Linked DNA regions of Danio rerio: region 1 is linked to region 2. The links are chromatin contacts, called in public Micro-C maps. All regions are on one chromosome and are shown on one strand. Each heading gives the region's core, a stretch centred on a gene start, on an enhancer-like site or on the middle of the called end of the contact. The rest is flanking DNA. Distances are from core to core; before and after follow the strand shown.

The links. A called contact is a pair of places that touch in the nucleus more often than the background predicts.
Region 1: a contact with region 2 is called in a Micro-C map of caudal fin, with 13 times the contacts expected there. The contact joins the promoter of inppl1a here to the promoter of clpb in region 2. A contact is called at or near these places in 4 of 18 Hi-C or Micro-C datasets (caudal fin, embryo, hematopoietic stem cells and 1 more) and 3 of 4 datasets of contacts at active chromatin or transcription factors (caudal fin, embryo and gastrula embryo).

What each region holds. Positions count from the first base shown.
Region 1 is chr15:51,334,112-51,340,204 of GRCz12tu, reverse strand. It overlaps inppl1a (inositol polyphosphate phosphatase-like 1a), which reads left to right and starts at 4,788. Exons shown (of 28, transcript NM_001039804.2): 1 at 4,788-5,053. The coding sequence starts at 4,890. It overlaps folr (folate receptor), which reads left to right. Exons shown (of 5, transcript NM_001098772.1): 5 at 1,595-1,995. The coding sequence ends at 1,860.
Region 2 is chr15:51,178,136-51,184,836 of GRCz12tu, reverse strand. It overlaps clpb (ClpB family mitochondrial disaggregase), which reads right to left and starts at 2,692. Exons shown (of 16, transcript XM_009292000.5): 1 at 2,155-2,692; 2 at 2,018-2,069. The coding sequence starts at 2,518. It overlaps stard10 (StAR related lipid transfer domain containing 10), which reads right to left. Exons shown (of 6, transcript NM_205646.2): 6 at 6,453-6,701.

The sequences.
Region 1 (6,093 bases), core at 3,539-6,038, 150 kb before region 2:
AGAATACTTTACCATAAATATGCAGTAAAAGTAATCTAAATGTAATCCAAAAGTATTCAGATTACATCAGCATTCATGTGTAGTAAAGTAATCTATACGTAGTCCAAAAGTAGTCACATTACTCCATCATAAATATGTTATCTAAATGTAATCCAAAAGTAGTCAGATTACTTCAGCATAAATGTATAATCAAAGTAATCTAATAGTAATCCAAGAGTAGCCAGAATACTTTAGCATAAACGTGCAGTAAAAGTTATCTAAATGTAATCCAAAAGTAGTTAGACTAGCAAAAATCTGTAAACTGTTCTAAAAGTAATCTAAATGTAGTCTGACTAAATTAGCACAAATTTGTAATAAATCAATCTTAATGCAATGCAAGAGTAGTCAGATTACTTTAGCATAATTTTTTTATCCAACAGATTTTATTACTGACTACATATTTTGTGATGTAATTTATAATCAGTAACAGATTACGTTTTATAAGCTCTGCTTGTAGTACAAAATTTAAATATAAATTAAAAACAAAATGTAATCCAAAAGTAGTCAGATTACTTCACCATAAAAGTAATCTAAATGTAATCTAAAAGTAGTTAGATTACTCTACCCTAAATGTGTAATAAATGTAATCTAAATGTATTCCAAAAGTAGTTAGATTACTCTACCATAAAGGTGGAATAAAAGTAATCTAAAAGTTATATTAGCATAAATCTGTAAACTATTCTAAATGTAATCTAAAAGTAGTCTGATTACTTTAGCAAAAACGTGCAATATAACAAACAAAAGTAGTCGGATTACTTTAACATAAACGTGTAATAAAAGTAATCGAAATGTATTCCAAAAGTAGTTAGATTACCCTACCATAAGTGTGTAATAAATGTGATCGAAATGTAATCCAAAAGTAGTTTGATTACTTCATCGTAAAATTAATCTAAATTTGATCTAAAAGTAGTCAGATTACTTCAGGATAAAGGTGTAATAAAAGTAACCTAAATGAAATCCAAAAGTAGTCAGATTACTCTACCATTAATGTGTAATAAAAGTAATTGAAATGTAATCCAGAAGTAGTTTGATTACCATAAATGTGTAATAAATGTAAACTAAATGTAATCCAAACGTAGTCAGATTACTTCACCGTAAAAGTACTGGAAATGTAATCCAAAAGTAGTTTGATTACTCTACCATAAATGTGTAATAAATGTAATCTAAATGTAATCTAAAAGTAGTTAGATTACTTCTGCATAAATGTGTAAAAAATTTAATCTAAATGTAATCCAAAAGTAGTTATATTAGCATAAATCTGTAAACTATTCTAAATGTAATCTGAAAGTAGTCAGATTACTTCAGAATAAACGTGTAGTAAAAGCAGACTAAATGTAATCCAAAAGTAGTCAAATTACTTTAACATAATTGTGCAATCTAACAGATTATTGTAACTGATTACATTGCGTAAGTAATCCACCAGTTCTGCTTGTAGTACAAAATAAAAGTATGAAGTTCTGCAAATAAAGCAACAGCACCTCTGAATATCCCAGTAATATCAGTAATGCTGTGATGTGGATTGATGCTCATCTTATGGTTGTCTTGTCTTCGTCAGGCACTAATCGTTGTCCGCAGGATTCGCAGTGCAGACGCTGGACGGAGGTTTTCCCGAGTGCGCGGGACATGTGTGAGAAGATCTGGTCAAACTCCTACAAGCACACCACACTCACCAAATCCAGCGGCCGCTGCATGCAGATGTGGTTCACCGGGGAAAACCCCAACCGGAAAGTGGCCGAGTATTACCTGAAGGGCGGTACGGAGACGGTCGCCATGGCAACGGGTCTGCATCTGATGGCGCTGCTGGTGATGCTGCTGCGCTGAACATCCCGAACACTCGCGACACACTGTGGAAATATATACACACACATATGCTGGTGTTTTAATCTGGTGCTGGGTCAGGCATGGACAAACCCAACGATGGGTTAATTTATTCATTAAATTACAATCATGGTTTTTACACCCGCTGGTTACGTTCTTCTGTTTGTGCATTGTGTGTGTGTGTGTGTGTCTTTATATTCTTATGTGTATTATTGTTTGTGTGTCTCTTTGTGTTGATGTGTGTATTTCTGTGTGTGTATGTACGTTTGTGTATTTTGTATGTGTGTTTATATACTTGTGTGTTTGTGAGTGTGTGTATATCTGTCTGTGTTGACATGCATCTGTGTGTGTGTGTCTATATACTTGTGTATTTTTATGTGTTTGTGCGTGTGTGTGTTTGTGTGTGTATCTGCTTGTATCAGTGTGCCTGCCTGTGTGCGTGTGTGAGTGTATGTATCTGCCCTTTGTATTTTTGTGTGTATATATATATTATGTGTGTGTGTGTGTGTGTGTATATGTGTGTGTGTTTGTGTACATATGTACTTATGTGAATTCTGTGGGTGTCTCTGTGTGTGTGTGTGCGTGTGTGGGTGTGTGTGTGTGTGTGTGTGTGTGTGTGTGATGTGCATTTATTATGTGTGTGTGTGTGTGTGTGTGTGTGTGTGTGGGTGTGTGGGTGTGTGTGCGTGTGTCAAATATGGACAAACTCTATCTAAATACACAGATGTAGGATAAACCAAAATGCAGTAAACAAATAAATAAACAGAAACAGAAATTTATTAAAATTAAAACAAACTAAGAAACACACAGAAAATAAAACCAAATACCCCCAAAAACAGGCAATAAATATTTCGGCAACCATTAAACAAACAAATATACAAACAAACATTCAGTAAACAAGAAAATAAAAATAAAGTCACAAATAAATTATAAATTAAAGCATTTTACTAGTTTGCTTGCTGTGAATAAAAGATCCGCCAGGTGGCGCTGTCACTCTGCAGATTCACCCTTTGAATCCCGCATGTGATCTGGACAGCATCTGCGCGTACACGAGTTCAGGAGAAGAGCTGCTAAATGACGAGAATGACCGAAAAACACTCAAATACACTGAACATGTGGACATCTCTGACATATAGGCTAGCGTTTAATTCAAAATTCTCAACGAGAACAAAAAGCGAACATTCTCAAAATAACAGAGTTATCGTACAATAAATAAATAAATACATTATATATATATGTCTTTTATCTTACTTTAGGAACTCTAAAAGGGGCTTTTGGGGAAGAGATTCAACTTTTAAATGGGAAAAAACCACGATGGTTGTGATTAAGTTTTTTTGTTTAACGATTAAAACACTGGTCGCCAGGGTTGCCAGGTCTGCAGTTTTCCTGCGACACTGGGCTACGTTTTTAACCAGTTGTGGCTAGTTGTTGTTTTTTTTTTACTCTGCGAGTTAAAGATTAAAGATGAATTAATTATTTTTATATGTTTATGTTAACACCAAACATATTTTATAAGTAAAATATAGCTATTTAATCTGCAGAAGAAAGTCTGTCTATTTTCAGTTGAATTAATATCGTGAATAAATATCTTCATTCATTCATTTTCCTCAGTTCCTTATTAATCAGGGGTCGCCACAGCAGAATGAACCACTAATTATTGCAACACTTGTTTTACTCAGCGGATGCCCTTCCTGCTGCAATCCAGTACTGGGAAACACCCATAAACACCCATTCACACTCATACACTATGGTCAGTGTAGTTGATCAGTTCCCCTATAGCGCATGTGTTTGGACTGTGGGGGAAACCGGAGCACCTGGAGGAAACCCACGCGAAGGCAGGGAGAACATGCAAACTCCAAACAGAAACACCAACTGACCCCAACTGATACCAACATCGCATCACAGCAAGAAGGTCACTGGTTCGAGCCCCGACTGGGTCATTGGGCATTTCTTTGTGGAGTTTGCATGTTCTCCCCATGTTGGCGTGGGTTTCCTCCAGGTGCTCCGGTTCCCCTACAGGACAAGACATGCGGTACAGGTGAAATGGGTAGGCTAAATTTTTGAGAGGGTGCTCGCTGCAGAGCCATCTGAGGAGAGGTGAGCTCCAGAGAGGGGGAGCATGAGCTGTCGCTCCTCCTCCTGTAAGCTGTTTTAATGCGTACACCAACCCCACCCCTAACCCTACCCCCAGTGACATCACTCGTAGAAGAAGTGCAAAAAAGGTGGAGCTCAAGCTTAAGCTCCCCCTCTCTGGAGCTCACCTCTCCTCAAATGGCTCTGCAGCGAGCACCACTTGAAATTTTTCGTAGTGTGTGTGAATGTTTCCCAGTGATTGGTTGAAGCTGGAAGGGTATCCGCTGCGTAAAATATATGCTGGAATAGTTGGTGGTTCATTCTGCTGTGGTGACCCCTGATTAATAAAGGGATCAAGCTGAAAAGAAAATGAATGAATATAATTATAATAGAATGTAAAATTATATTTATTTTAAATACTGTATACTCACAAAAACACGTATACATGTATATATGTATGTATATACACACACACACACACACACACACACATATATACATACACACACACACACACACATATATACATATACACACACACACACACACATATATATATATATATATATATATATATATATATATATATATATATATATATATATATATATATATATATATATATACAGTGAAAGACAATCAGATCTGACAGATATATGAATGTGTGTGTTTACGTGTGTTAACGTCTCTATTTTTAATGTAGATTATTTCAAAGCTGTTTAACTATAAAGAAATGAGAATAGTGTGTGTAGAACTGTCCTCGCCCTCTTGGATATGTGTGTGTGTGTGTGTGTGTGTGTTGTCTCTCTGTCGCCCCTGCTGTCGGATGTGAGCTGTTGAGTGTGTGTTTTCTCTCTCATGGAGGATTTTCAGGAACTAACAGGAAAGCAGGATCAGCGGTGAGCGTCGCGCGTGTTGAGCGGGGCCGCTGCGCGTCTTCTCCGGTGTGAGTCTCCGCGATGGCCGCTGTGGGTCCCGCGTCTCCGCCGCCGCCGCCACTCTGGATGCACCGGGATCTGAGTCGCGCGGCGGCCGAGGAGCTGCTGGCTCGAGCCGGGCGGGACGGGAGTTTCCTGGTGCGGGACAGCGAGAGCGTCAGCGGCGCGTACGCCCTATGCGTGCTGTAAGACAACGCTTTACTCCACTTTCACTGCTTATACTGCGCTTTTCTCAACTTTACTTGTATTTGTTGCTCTCGAGAGCGACGCGTTTTATCAGTGGCGGTGCGTCTGCGGTTAAAAAAGCGCACGCGCAGCACACATATTCACAAACTTTTATTTCATTGCTTTGTACAGTTTTGACCTGCTAAAAGTTGTTTGATCACTCTTTGTTGTGGTGTGCTCGGGGCTTTGCGCACGCCTCAGCACTTTCCATGGTCATTAGGCGTTTTGTGTACTGTAAATGTCCTGTTGAACGCTGGAGTTTAAAATCTAAACACTCGAGTTGTTGGCACGCGGGAGCAGCAGGTCACGTGACCAGCCTGACCTCCACCTCATCAGGCATAAAAATAACCGCATGCTCAACAGTGCTGTGGAAATGCACACACACACACACACACACACACACACTTTGAGGAATAATATGCATGTAAAATGCAGGCTTTATTCTGAAATGCTGCGTTTTTTAAAAAGTTTTTAGGGAAGAAGAGAAACTTTCTCTGATGTCATAGTGAATCATTGCAATCAATAACCGCTGCTCACATCAGACCACATGAAAAATGCAGTCTTCATTTACAGTAAACATCAGTGTTTCAGATCCGTGCTATAGTCAAATGGTGGAAATAATCTTGTAGTGATTCTACAGTTGCTATGGTAACGATACAACTACAGTAATTAATCTGTTGTGGTGATTTTTACAGTTGCTATGGTAACACAACAAGTACAGTAATTGATCGGTTGTGGTGATTCTATAGTTGCTATGGTAACACAAGAACTATAGTAACTGAGCTGTTGTGGTGATTCTACAGTTGCTATGGTAACACGAAAACTATAGTGATTGATCAGTTGTGGTGATTCTACAGTTGCTATGGTAACAAAACCACTACAGTAATTGGTCTGTTGTAGTGATTATACAGTTGCTATGGTAACACAACAACTATAGTAATTGATCTGTTGTAGTGATTCTACAGTTGCTATGGTAACAACAACTATAGTAACTGATAGG
Region 2 (6,701 bases), core at 1,443-3,942:
TAAGGTTTTTAATGCATTTTTTATGTGCTGTAAAGAAATCTGTGATTTTGAAACTAATGAAGGCAGCAGAGGTCAATAGTGTACTTTAACTGACCTGTCCACCAAGTCACCTTTACATGCACACACACACACACACACACACACACACACACACACACACACACACACACATATACACACAAACATGCCAGTACCTGACTGTGTTGTTGTTGTTTTTGTTGATGCTTTATTTTCGTTGTATTTGTATGATCCCAATGTGTGTACCTTTTGCATATTCCAATTAAAAAAAAAAAAAAAAATATATATATATATATATATATATATATATATATATATATATATATATATATATATATATATATAAATAATAGAAATAATGTATTTTATTTATTTAGCCTGAAATGTTGACTCCTCCAAAATATGTGAAGTGTTTTCCTAAAATAAATCAGATGGGGAAAACGTTTTTTGTTTGTTTGTTTTACCCAGACCTTTAAAAAGAACTTATTTTAGAGCAGTGATCACAATATTGTGATATTTTACCCAAGGTTATCATACCTGCAGAAACTGCACATGCCTATTCTGCAGTGCATTTAGTCATTGCCCAGCAGGCACACAATGTCATAAGCTTAGATTAAGGTCATGATGTCAGGTGACCAAAATTCAATGTCTAGCCAGCGCCTAAGGACAACGATATTTTAATGTCCAATAATGACGCCAAATGACGTTGACATTTGGTTGATTTTAGGTTGTGTTGGAAAGTCTAGCCAACATCTTAAACCAGCGTCATACTGACGTCAGATACTGACATTTATTCATCAGGTACAGCAACCAAAATCCAACGTCTGATCATAGTGGTAATTTTCACACAACATTAAGCTGTAACGTCATTAGACGTTGATATTTGGTTGATTTTAGGTTGGACACTGACGGTTCTGACATCAACCTGATTTTCATTTTCGAAACAAAATGCAACGTCCCCACAACATTGGGGTACAACATCAATCTGACGTCATGATGATCTCTTGTGTCTGCTGGGTGTTTAAGGCCATTTGGGTCATCCTCCAGTAAACATCCGTCATCTCCACATTAGCGACCTGCATCTGAACAGTCTCTGGGTCAATGTGTGAAAAGATTTTGCACATCTTCTTGGACACTTTTAACGCTTATAAACAGTTTGCTGCAATTATAAATCGCTCATGTCTTGAGGTAGTTCATTATGATGTGATTTACCTTCTATTGGACAGGAATCACAGGACTGATTTCTCTAATCCCCATAGACAAGACAGAATACAGTAGTGACTGCCGGATGAAGGACAGTGGTGGAGTAACAGTACAAATACTGCACTAAAAATGCACTCAATGGGAAGTAAAAGTGCACATTATCGAAACTACTTAGTAAATTACAACTTCTGAGAAAAACTACTCACTTGCAGTAGTCTGAGTGTTTGTAATTTGTTACTTTACACCACAGAATACACTAAAATAAATGAATAAAAATAAATGTTAAACATATTAAAATGAATGACAATAAATAAAAGCTAAATAACTGATCGATCGCACTGCATATACAAAAGACAGACTCAAATAAATAAATAGATTAAAATATAAATGATATAAAATATAAATATATATTGTTAGTTAATAAAAAATGTATACAACCTAATTAAATACATAAATTACTAATCTACTGTAAGAGATAAACAAAAGACATAATAAAATAAATAAATAAATAAATTCAAATATAAATGTAATTAAAAAAAAAAAAAATATATATATATATATATATATATATAGCCTGTATGTATTTTTTAGTTTATAAAATATATATATATATATATATATATATATATATATATATATATATATATATATATATATATATATATATATATATATATAAACATGAATTAACTTTCTAGTGCATGGCATAAACAAAAGACAGATTAAATGTGATAAACAGATTAAAATATAAAGATGTGCAGCTCAGAGAACACAGGTGTGATATTCTGGTTCTGACCTGCGGATCTCTTCAGTGTCGTTGGATCTGGCCGCTTCCAGAAAAGCTTCAGCTGAAAACAGAAGAAAACACATGAACACACTGAGCAGATCACATGAATAAAGCCTGTATTTAATTAAAAACAGTTAATTAGCCACCTTTATCATCGTTGTCCTTCTTAAAGCAGAAGGTGAGCGCGGCAGCCGAGATGAGGCCTGCGCCAGTTGCAGAAGCCGCGGTCTTTCCTGAGCTCTGGTGTCCGCCTCTAGAGCGCCCCGCAGCGGTCAGAGACGCCCAGCTGCTCCGGCGACTCTCTAGATTCGCGCGCCACCTGCTGGCCAGCTGATGGTACTGCGCGTGCGTCTCCTCGATCACACCGCTTCTTTTCAGCACCGGGCTCCGGTTCGGTTCCAGGTTTCTAAACCGGGCGGCTTCTCCGTGACTGGTGTGCAGAGCGCGGCATGGAGACAGACTGCGCGACCGCCGGATGAAGACACGCGCCGGTACCGACGACAGGAACATCGCGACAAACCGACACACACCGGGAAACAGCGGATTCCGTAATCAAATGATACCTGAGGGAGAGTTTAATTCAGCGCGTCCGTGATCCGTGACACCCAGGGATACGTTCACTGACAGCAGGAGCACCGGAGATCCGTACAAGCGTGCGTCCTCTAAAACGAAAACATCCGCGGCGCGCGCGCAGGGCATCATGGGAAATGTAGTTCAACAGCGCAACTACTGCAGACGCTCAGGAGAGGATGAATAATAATAATAATAATAATAATAATAATAATAATAATAATAATAATCTAATTTTCCTTTAGCTTAGTCCAAGATTTATAAGGAGTCGCCGCATAATAATAAGCCTAATAACAAATAAATAAGTAGATAAATATTTGCATTCATAATTATTGCTAATAATAATTCAGATTTGTACATTTAGCTTAGCTATGTAGTCTATAGCGTAAAATATGTTAAATATATTTGTAAGTTAACAACAATTTTTTCTTTCAAATATGTATACATTTCTGTAATAATTATTCAATATTAATAATAAATTAATAATTATTAATAATAATAAGTCAGATTTCTACACACACACACACACACACACACACACACACACACACACACACACACACACACACACATTATATGACGTTAAAATTTGGATTTTTTTGCAAGTGAACAATTGTTTCCTTTTTGTCTTTCTTTTCAAATCCGTTTACATTTTTATTGTGTTCATTATTTGATAACAGTATTAATTAAAATACACTATAATAATAATATTAAATAAAATCTATTGATGATGATGATGATGATGATCATGTAAGTATATGAAGTTATTAGAAGTGTGTTATCTGTGTTTGACCTACAGAGGGCGTCTAGACTCACCAAATATCCGCCAACAGATCAACAACAGCAGATTAATAATATATCACTGTGTTATAAATATTTAATCATGTTATTAGCATTATAATTATAGTATATTGTTGTTTTTGTTATGATTACAGGACAGTTTATATGTATATGTTATGCATTTTAACCGGATTTATAGAGAGCCGCAAGGGAGGTGAACCTTTATGAGAAAAAAGCAAGTATAATAATATTCATAAAAATAATAAAATGTACTGAAACAAATAAACTTTTTGCACAGATCAAAATTCACATTTAAACACACACATCTGCATTGCACATTATTAAGTTGTCTGATATTGCATAATTATTATTTCTGAATATTTGGTATTTTTACATATTACAAACAATAACTAATAATAGACTAATGTGTGTGTGTGTGTGTGTGTGTGTGTGTGTGTGTGTGTGTGTGTGCACGCGCTCTTAATCTGTAGACACTGGAGGAGGAGGAAGAGTGTGAGTCACAGTCTGACACCAGAGCTCCAGTGGGCGACCAAGTGTGTGTGTGTGAGAAAGAGATAGAGTCCGTGTACATGCCTGTGTGTTTATATGCATATTCAATTAATTGAATCGAATATGCATCTCTGTGTTTGTGTGTATGTATGTGTGTGCGTATGACAGTGTATAGGCTATATATATTTATATCTGTGTGTGTACATGTTTGGTGTTTGTATGTACATATATAGGCTCTCTCTATGTGTGTGTGTGTGTGTGTGTGTGTGTGTGTACACACAGGCTACATATATTCATGTGTGTGTATGTGTGTGGGAGAGGTATTCTGAAATGCTGAACATCTTGTTGTCTAATGTGTAAATCTAGCATTTTTAAGGATCGTGGCTTTAAGAATAAAGATTTCAGAGGATAAATAATACATATTTTCCTCAAACTGATCCTACATTCATTCATTTTCTTTTCGGCTTAGTCCTTTTATTAATCAGGGGTCGCCACAGCGGAATGAACCACCAACTTATCCAGCATCTGTTTTACACAGCGGATGCCCTTCCAGCCACAACCCAACACTGGAAAGCACCCACACACACTCACACTCATACACTAGGGCCAATTTAGTTGACCCAGCCGAGGCTCGAACCAGCAACCTTCTTGCTGTGAGATGATTGTGCTACCCACTGCACCACCGTGCTGCCCCTGATCCGTCTTTTAATGATTTTGGTTGTAAATATGCAGTTGAAAATGTTTTATTGAATTAATTTAATTTCTGTTTATATGTAGCCTATAAAGATCCTCTGGCAAAAAAAGAGCATACAGCATATTGTGTGTGTGTGTGTGTGTGTGTGTGTGTGTTCTCTGACCATTGACCATCCAGTGTTGTCTGCCAAAAATTAAATTTTCTTTTTTACGTGAAACTCTTTCAGTTCATGACACAAAAACACATCTTTTGTTCAATATTTCACCTTTTCTTTTCAGCTGTCCTTAAAATCTAAACGTCACCATGTTCATTGTGCTAGCACACACTGTTAGTCTTTAAAGTGAGCAATTAACCTGTACAAGTTAATCCACGAAGAAGTTCTGCTAATCTTTCATCAAACTCTGCTCCTCTGCCTCTGCTCTGGAATGGCAGTCCTTCTCTGATGACGTCAGTTTGTCTGATTGGACAAAAAATGCTTGGCCGTTTAACATTAGTGAAAGATGAGAGGAGGAGCATCAAATTAAACCACGCCCCCTTATCAATATTCAGTATACAATATTTAGTTTTTACTACAATGAACTGTGGTGTATTGTAGTATAATATACCCTATAGCTGTAGAAAATTACAGTGCTGGCTCATTTTTTATATTACTAGAGTTGTGTTACCATAGCGACTGTAGAACGGCCACAACAGACCAATTACTGTAGTTGTTGCGTTACCATAGTGAGTGTAGAACTGCCACAACAGACCATTTACCGTAGTTGTTGCGTTACCATAGTGACTGTAGAACCGCCACAACAGACCGTTTACCATAGTTGATGCGTTACCATAGCGACTGTAGAACAGCCACAACAGATCATTTACCGTAGTTGTTACGTTACCATAGCGACTGTGAAACCGCCACAACAGATCATTTACCGTAGTTGTTACGTTACCATAACGACTGTGAAACCGCCACAACAGATCATTTACCGTAGTTGTAACGTTACCATAGCGACTGTGAAACCGCCACAACAGATCATTTACCGTAGTTGTTACGTTACCATAGCGACTGTGAAACCGCCACAACAGATCATTTACCGTAGTTGTTACGTTACCATAGCGACTGTGAAACCGCCACAACAGATCATTTACCGTAGTTGTTGCGTTACCATAGTGTCTGTAGAACCACAACAGATCGTTTACCGTAGTTGTTGCGTTACCATAGTGTCTGTAGAACCACCACAACAGATTGTTTACCGTAGTTAATGCGTTACCATAGCAACTGTGCAATCGCCACAAGACCAATTACCGTAGTTGATGCATTACCATAGTGACTGTAGAACTTTCACAACAGATCATTTACCGTAGTTGATGCATTACCATAGCGACTGTACAATCGCCACAACAGACCAATTACCGTAGTTGATGCGTTACCATAGGGACTGTAGAACCGCCACAACAGACCGTTTACCAGTTGATGCGTTACCATAGTGACTATAAAACTGCCAGAACAGTTCATTTACCGTAGCTGTTACGTTACCATAGTGACTGTAAAACCGCCACAACAGATAATTTATCGTAGTTGTTACATTACCATAGCTACTGTAGAACTGCCGCAACACACCAATTAACGTAGTTGTTGCGTTACCATGTCGATTGTAGAACCACCACAACAGATTAATTACCGTAGTTGTTGCGTTACCATAGCGACAGTAAAACCGCCACAACAGGTCAATTACTGTAGTTGATTCGTTACCATAGTGGCTGTAGAACCACCACAACAGATGATGAGCTACGGTACACTGAATCTACTAAATCTACACACACACACTGAATCTAATTGTTCAGATTGGTGTAAAGCTGTAGTTTCTGTGTGTGCTGTAATGAACAGAAGACAGGAGGCGGAGCTCCAAAAACACAGGCAGTAATTGGTTTAATTCTTCATCTCTACATTCATCATCATCATCATTCTCTGAACTCCAGCCATGCAGCAGCGCCCCGAGTGTGTGTGTGTGTGTGTGGAGTCAAACCACATGCAGGTGTGAGTGTATGTGTGTGTTTGAGTCTGTGTAAGTGTCTGTGTGTGTGAGTGAGAGAGAAAAAGAGAGAGAGTGTGTGTGTGCATGTTCAGTGTGTCAGTTGGCATTGTTATAAGTG